2 separate regions of the Sus scrofa genome follow, and region 1 is linked to region 2. The links are chromatin contacts, called in public Hi-C maps. All regions are on one chromosome and are shown on one strand. Each heading gives the region's core, a stretch centred on a gene start, on an enhancer-like site or on the middle of the called end of the contact. The rest is flanking DNA. Distances are from core to core; before and after follow the strand shown.

Region 1 (3,951 bases), core at 844-3,343, 1.1 Mb after region 2:
CAGTCAGAAATTTTTCAGTCTTCTTCTAACTCCAGATCCTTGCTGTTGCAGCTACCTATCCAAGTCAACTTTTTTTTTTTTGGTCTTTTTGCTATTTATTGGGCAGCTCCCGTGGCATATGGAGGTTCCCAGGCTAGGCGTCGAATTGGAGCTGTAGCCGCCAGCCTACGCCAGAGCCACAGCAATGCCAGATCCGAGCCGCGTCTGCAATCTACACCACAGCTCAAGGCAACGCTGGATCCTTAACCCACTGAGCAAGGGCAGGGACGGAACACGCGACCTCATGGTTCCTAGTCGGATTCATTCACCACTGCGCCACGACTGGAACTCCCCAAGTCAACTTCTGGCTCCTCTTCCCTTCTCATCTCCCCTATGGCATTCTCTTTTTTCTCTCTTCCCACTCCTCCTTCCCTCTTCTATCTCCTTCCTTTCCTTTCCCTCTCTCCCTACTTCCTCTGTCCTCCCCCTCCATTCATTCTCCCCCCACCCCCGCCCTTCATTCTCCTCTTCCTTTCCCCTGTCTTTACTCCCTCCTCTTTTCCATCCTCCAACTCTCCTCTCTGCTTGCTTTGTCCAGGAGACAGTACATAGAGACATGAGAATAGATCCAAGCCACCTGGATCCACCTGTGGTCCTACCACAATGACCTAAGCCTCAGATGATTCAAATGTAAAATGCAGAGGTTGTGGAAAAAGCAGCACTTAACTCAGTTGTTTTGAAAATTAAACATGCAGGCAACTACTTAGCAAATAGGCTGGCCCTCAGTAGACTGCTCAGTGACTGTCGTTCATTCATTTTCTTTTTCGTCCTTCTTCCTCCCTTCTAAGCCCAGGGTGAAGATAAGAAGTTTAAAGGGTATACAGTCCACAGAAACAGCGTCATGACTTTCAAAGAAAGAAGCCCTCTGTAGTCTAATTCTGGTATCAAATAATGAGTCATCTTATTCACCTTCACCACACATCGGACATATTTCCAAACAATTTAGGTTTTGTGGCTGCAGATGAAGACGCCTATAAAATTAACACTAGATCTTCCTGCAAAATTAACACGAGATTTTCAGATGAGAAGCCAGAGTTTGTTTTATATGACTTTCTTCTATTTGCAGAAGTAAAATTTTCTTCTGTTCTTACTTAGAAAACATCAAATATTAGATAGCAGAAGATTTCTTTTTTATTGAACTTAACCAAAAGGAGAATTACATACTACCACATGGAACAGATCCCTCTTAAAATTCCCTTCTGAGACCAAGAAAGAAGTCATGTAAAGAACAAATCAAGATGTGGCCCACAAACCCGAGACTCTGTGTACTGTCTGTGACAAGTTAGCAAAGAAACGGAAAATGTTTACAAACTTTCACATCCCTTTGGCATAGTCTGGAGATCCAAGCCCCTGATTTGTGGACTCTTATTCAGTCTAGTATAGAGCAGTTCAGATGTTAGATTAATCTTTTGAGGCCAGAGCTGCCTGTGGGTAAAGGACAATGGATCACTACTGGTGCTAGAAGAACTGGTGGAGGGAGGGGGGTTGGGAACTCGGTGAACTGACCCAGTAATCACGGGTACTTTGTAAAGCAGTGATGTAAACTCTAGTTCCAGAGTTTTATGTTCTCGGATAATTAATTTATCACTCTTCAAGAGTTCATGTGTACGAAAATGTGGAACCATCACAACTGTGGGATATATTCCACCTTGTACATCTGTCAGACGGAAAACTGTAAAACATTTCAATTGTGCACCTCCCTTGTCTAACCCATTTTTGGCTAAACACGTGCTGAAGCTAACCGCTTATCCCTGCCAACTCCAGGTTGAGAATACTGGCTGTAATGGAGTTTAGCATGCTGTGCCACCGTCTGTTCTGATTGAGCAAAATGACTTTTTTCTCGAGCAAACCTTTTTCGAGTTGTCAGGTCAGTTTCCCCATCTCCCCATTAAGTCCAATTTAAACAATGGAATGACCTTTAGGGGCGGGAAAGAAAAACGGATTTAAAACCCTTACTTTTTAAGGGTTTCCAGACCTTCTTTCCCTGTAAGTCCTCAATAAATGCTGTATACGTACATTTTGAAAGAATCATTTTCTACATTATTTCACAGGAGGAATGGTGGGCTATGTGAACCCCTTCGAGGGAAACAAAACTTTCCCATCCAGAGGAAGAAGAACTGAAGTGAGGCTGCTGACTTCCACACACTAACTTCTGCTGGGATCCGAAGGCGCTCAAAGAGCCTGGGAACGTCAGTCCGCGGGAGGGACGGGAGGACTGCTTAGGAAAACTGCAATTCCCAGCGTGCCCCGAGGGGGCGGGCCCTGCGGCTGCGCAGACAGCCGCGCAAGTTCACGTGATTTCAGCATGGCGGTGTTCGTGGATTTGGACCTGCGAGCGGGTTCCGACCTCAAGGCGCTGCGTGGGCTCGTGGAGAACGCCGCTTACCGTGAGTCGCCGCGGCTTCGCGAGCAGCGGTGCCTGCCCAGCCTCGCTGCCATCCAGATCGTCGGGCCACGTTCGGAAGGGACGCGGCCGGGCCTCATTCAGGTCTTCTGGGGTCTGGAGGCAGTCTCTGGAAGCTGATGCCTTCTGCGGGGTTGCTGTGATCCCGGGCCCGGGAAACTCGAAAAGCGCTGGGGAACTGTTACCCAGTCCAGCTCCTTCTTTATTGTGAATTGGGGAACTGAGGTCCTAACAGGGCCAGGGACTTATATAGGGCCTCACAGCTGAAGGCTGGCCAAAGCTAGTCTCCACCTGTGCTTTTAATATCGCCCCTTCCTACCTCTCACCACTGTGTACTGACTCAGTCAAATGCGGAAAGCTGGTTGGTGCACAGATGGGGAGTGCTTTGGGTGCTCCGAAAATGGGCGGGGGTGGTGGGACGTGGGGCTGCGAGTGTTGGAATAATGTTATTTAGAGGGAGGGTAGGTTGAGGCGTAGGACACACCAAGAGGTTGGGAAGGGACCAGCATGGCCAGAATGCTAGAATGTTACTCGTATTTGAATCCAAGGAAAGCAGAAGCCCTGAGAGGTAAGATCGTTCTAATCGAAGTTAATCGCGACTTCTGCCTTCTTCCTTAGACTTAAAGTGTCTAAGTGGAGATAGAGGGGTTTAAAAATAAAGACATTTCTTCGAAGTTCCCGGTTGTGGTTCAGCGGTAACAACCTAACTCGTATCCATGAAGATGTGGGTTCTACCCCTGGCTTCTGTCAGCGGGTTAAGGATCCGTCGTTGGGGTGAGCGTCGGTGTACAGATGCGGCTTGAAGTCCGTGTTGCTGTGGCTGTGGTGTAGGCTGGCAGCTATAGCTCTGATTCGACCCCTAGCCTGCGAACTTCCATATGCCACAGGTACGGCCCTAAAAAGCAAAAAAAAAAAAAAAGAGAGAGAGAGAGAGATATCTGCAGGGCCTATCAAGTAATGGATCCTCATTTGAAGGAGGAAAGAAAGAAGGAAATTGGAAAAACTATTGAGAGGGAAGACCACTATCTTGGCATTAATATATGTTATTTATTTATTTAGTCCTTTTAGGGCCGTACCCTTAGGGTATGGAAGTTCCCTGGTTAGGGGTTGAAGCTGCAGCTGCCCACCTATGCCACAGCAACATGGAATCCTGGTGGAGGCTTGAACCTACACCACAGCTCGTGGCAACACTGGATTCTTAATCCACTAAATGAGGCTAGGGATCAGACCTGCAGCTTTTTGGATACTAGTCAGGTTCATTACTGCTGAGCCACAACAGGAACTCCGATATGCATTATTTCTTTAATATTAATATCCTGTCCTCCCCATTGGTGTTTAACTCAACGTTTTAAGTCATGATTTAGATGTATTTTTGGTAGTCCATATGTCCAAAAACAGTGCTGTGTTGAGGCTGATAAACTAGGCTCTGACTTCAGAGAGTTCCCAATCTCTTGTTGGTGGGCAACTCAAAAGGGGATGGGGACAGTGGCATGTAAGGGAGTCCTTAT
Region 2 (3,838 bases), core at 805-3,304:
GAAGGATAAGGAATTTAGGAGTCATAGGTATAAAGATATTTAAATCCAGAGTTCCTGTCGTGGCTCAGTGGTTAACGAATCCGATGAGGAACCATGAGGTTGCGGGTTTGATCCCTGGCCTTGCTCAGTGGATTAAGGATCTGGTGTTGCCTTGAGCTGTGGTGTAGGTTGCAGACTTGGCTTGGATCCCGCATTGCTGTGGCTCTGGCGATTAGACCCCTAGCCTGGGAACCTCCATATGCTGAGGGAGTGGCCCTAGAAAAGGCAAAAGACAAAAAAAAAAAAAAAAAAAAGGTATTTAAATCCATTGGAGTTGATGAGGTTGCCAAGAAAAAGACTGTAGAGAGAAAAATTGGTGGGGAGGGGGAAGCTCAGGGCCAAGCTCTAAGGATTCCCATAATTTAGATCTTAGGTAGAAGAGACAGAAAAGGAGGTTAGGGGGGTTAAGAGTAAACAAAGAGAGAGTAACATTTTGCTGACCTAAAAGCCAAATGAAGAGTATTTTAAGGCTGAAACATTTAACTGTGTGGAATGTTCCTGGGAGCTAGAATAAAAAAAAATCAGAGAATCCACTGGATGTTGCATCTGTCCCGCCCCTGTGCCTGGTATTATGTTCCCTATGCCTGGAGTGCTTACTCCTTTCTTTTTTTTTTTTAAACTCCGTTACAGCTGTAATTTCTCAATTATTTGTCTTTTTGTTTTTGCAATGTTTTCTCAGTTATTAGACTATAAGCTCCTTGAACGTTAGGGTCTGTTCTGCTAGCTCTCCTCCACTGTTTCACCAACTCTTAGCCTAGTGTTTGAAGCATAGCAGGTTTTCAATAAATACTTGTTGAACAATAAATAAATGTAGCATCTGGAGGGCTCAAGAGCTGAAACCAGTAACAACTAGTAAAAGCAATAAAGGCATGACAAGGCATGGAAGGAAGTACAGAGTTAGGGTTAGACTTACCTTGACATAGAGGTCCCTAAAGACTTAAGTTTCAGCCTGAACCGTAAAACAGTTTTTACTTTATCTTTTCTCCTTTCTTCCCTTTCACACCTACTTTCTCTGTTCATTTTCATTCCTGGCCCTGAATCCTCATCTTTATTCCACACTGGCTCACCTCAAATATGATTATTTTGTGGAGAAAGAAGGCAAAATGAATGAGGAGACAGTGAGAAGTTGTAGAGGATAGGGGGAGGTTATGGGAAATATAAACACAGAATAAAAGGAAGAGGAGAGTAAGCTCATCAAACTAGGTACTATTCTGCAAATGTTACCAACCAATAAGAGTCGAAAATAAAGACCACATGTGAGCGGGTGGGGCTTGAATTCATTCAGGTCGGTTTAAAATCTCAGCTCCACCATTAATAGATGTATGTCCTTGAGCAAATTAACCATATGAACCCAGTTTCCTTGCAATCTATAAAAAAGACATAATAATAATACCTACCTCACAGGTTGTTCTCAGGATCAGTAGGACAATCAATTTTAAACGCTTAGCACGGCACAAGGTAAACAATTAACGTTAGCAGTTACTTTTCTTTAAAATGAAGTACAGCAGGGAGAGACGGCCTAAATACTTCCTATATGACTGTAATAACACGCTTCAAAAGAAGAGGATCACTTTAAAAGACGCAGAGAAGATACAGTGGCACTTACATTTTGGGCAAGGCAAAGACCTTGCCTAGGCAAGGAAGATAGTCACAGTACAGCGCCTCTCAGCGGTAGCTGGTTTATATTTTCAGAAAGGCAAAAATCAAAACCAAAAAATAAAGAACGCTTATGAAAAGCTATCCTAGGAATAATCTGTTTCATCCACAAGTGCCGCTCTGGACGACAGGTAGGATCATGCAGAGGAAGTGACCCTCTGCAGCTCTCGTTCCCAGCGGCTCCCCAGATGCAGAGCCTGTTCCGGCCCGCAGGGACAAAGTAGGGTAGTGAGTAGCCCGCCATTCCTCCGCCAGTCCCTAAGGGAGTCGCGGGGCTAAGTGCAGTGGCAGCAGTCTCACCTCCGGGCCTTCGCCACGTTTTTACTTGCTCCAGGATGGACCTGGAGACTAACCGCGCAGCCAACAGAGGGTGGCACATTAGGCAGCGCACTACCCAACCCCGCGAGAGGAGCCCCGCAGGAAACCCCGCCCACTGGCCGCTCTCCCTCCGCCTCCGCCCATTGGTCGCCCAGCATTCAGAGACCCGCCCCCAGATTTGAAAGCTTCTCCCGGGAGTTGGCAGGAAGCTCATAGCGTGAGTCCTTGGCGCCTCCCTGGCGTCTTTCCCGAAGCTCCGCCTACTCCCAACATGCAGTGCGGGGTCCTGGCCGCCATTGTTTGAATTTAAAAACGAAAATAACTTAGTGCAGCTCGCAGGTCGGGCGGCAGGATTACGTTTGCAGGTGAGGGTGCGAGGAAGGCGGTTGGGGACTGCGTACAAACCAGATGAGGTGGGGAAAGGCCTCAGGCAGTGAGGTGCTCAGCACCTCAGCACCTTCCCACGGGGCTTGTGACGCCTTTGAGTTTACTCTGGAACTGGGCTGCGGAATGATGAGGACGCCTAGGGATCTTGGTGCTCATTGGAGGGTTGAGCCAATTTACTGCAGTTAAGATTTAAATTTCGTCTTCGCGGCTTATTAGCTTTAATCTCTCCGGGCCTGAATTTCATTTGTTAAAAGGGAGTAATACTAGAACCTACCGCTTCGGGCTTTCATGAGGATAAAGTGATATAGGTAAAGCTGTTAGAAACAGTGCGGGTGTGTATAGTAAGCACTATGTACTTGGAATCATTGATACTTTTCTTATCATTGCTGCTGTTATTGAGGATCAGGCCTCCATTGCCAGATATAGTGTCCCGAATCCCACAAATGAGACCGTGTCGTTTGCTCATCAAACGACACGGTCTCATTTGTGGGGCGGGAAGGGGAGTGTTGTGGTGGTCACCAGTGCAGCTATTTCTAGGCTGCTGCCGTTGCCTGGGGTTAGCCCTTGCTGGGCTTTGCTGGGCTAAGCGGAAGGGGGCGTGTGTGGCGCGTGCAATGACTGCTGTCATATATCAGTTTGAAAAGTTTCCCCCATCTCATTCTACTTTTTGATTCGTGATTCCTGCCTGGTGCAGTTCTCTAATATTCCTTGTTGAAGGACTAGTTGACAAAATTTCGTGACTCGTGACTTGTTTTTAATCCCCAGAGTAATTAAATTCAGGTTAGTTTCTGTTCTTAAAACAAGGTAGCATGTTTACTCCGAAGCTGCAAAGCAGTGTATATATACATTTTATTAGATGTGCAAGACCTGAGACTTCATCAATTAGTTGTAAAGACTTTTTTTGAGGCTATATTTTGTGGATGACATTCAGTAACTTCATTAAGTAGTAGATTTTCTTTTTCATCCGTCTTCAGCCATGAGATCCCACTAGAGAGAAGATAAAAGATGCGCTTTCTCAGTCATGGGGACGAGAAATGAGATCTTAAACCTTGCTGTTGCTAAAGATAACACCACTAAAAGAGTAGAAAGAGTAGGACCAATTTTTTTCTTTTCTATAGAGGATCTTATGTATTACTGTTTAAGCTCCTATGCAGGGAGTCTTTATCACTACATCTATCTGAATTTGTTATAGGGGATACAGAGTAGTATAAGACAAGGTCCTTGCCCTCAAGAAGTTTCTAGTCTAGTTAGTGAGGCCACTCATAAGTAAAAGTTAACTAGAAGTACAGGCAATGACAGTACATCTCAACAATTTTTTAAGTGTTAAGAGACAGTTTATTCATTGAAAACTGAGCATATGAGCAAGTACAAATTACTATACCTTTTTTGGGGGTTTCAAATTCTTTTTTCTTTTTTTTCTTTTTAGGGCTGCACCCGT

The links. Hi-C and Micro-C count contacts between places; a contact is called where the count stands out from the background.
Region 1: a Hi-C map of liver shows a contact between it and region 2, with 8 times the contacts expected there. The contact joins the promoter of RPP30 here to the promoter of PANK1 in region 2. A contact is called at or near these places in 13 of 47 Hi-C or Micro-C datasets (adipocytes, alveolar macrophages, brain and 9 more) and 2 of 2 datasets of contacts at active chromatin or transcription factors (alveolar macrophages and skeletal muscle).

Annotation. Positions count from the first base shown.
Region 1 is chr14:102,563,709-102,567,659 of Sscrofa11.1, forward strand. It overlaps RPP30 (ribonuclease P protein subunit p30), which reads left to right and starts at 2,094. Exons shown (of 13, transcript XM_001924771.6): 1 at 2,094-2,426. The coding sequence starts at 2,345.
Region 2 is chr14:101,510,444-101,514,281 of Sscrofa11.1, forward strand. It overlaps PANK1 (pantothenate kinase 1), which reads right to left and starts at 2,055. Exons shown (of 10, transcript XM_013983537.2): 1 at 1,996-2,055; 2 at 1,646-1,714. It overlaps KIF20B (kinesin-like protein KIF20B), which reads left to right and starts at 2,242. Exons shown (of 32, transcript XM_021072622.1): 1 at 2,242-2,378.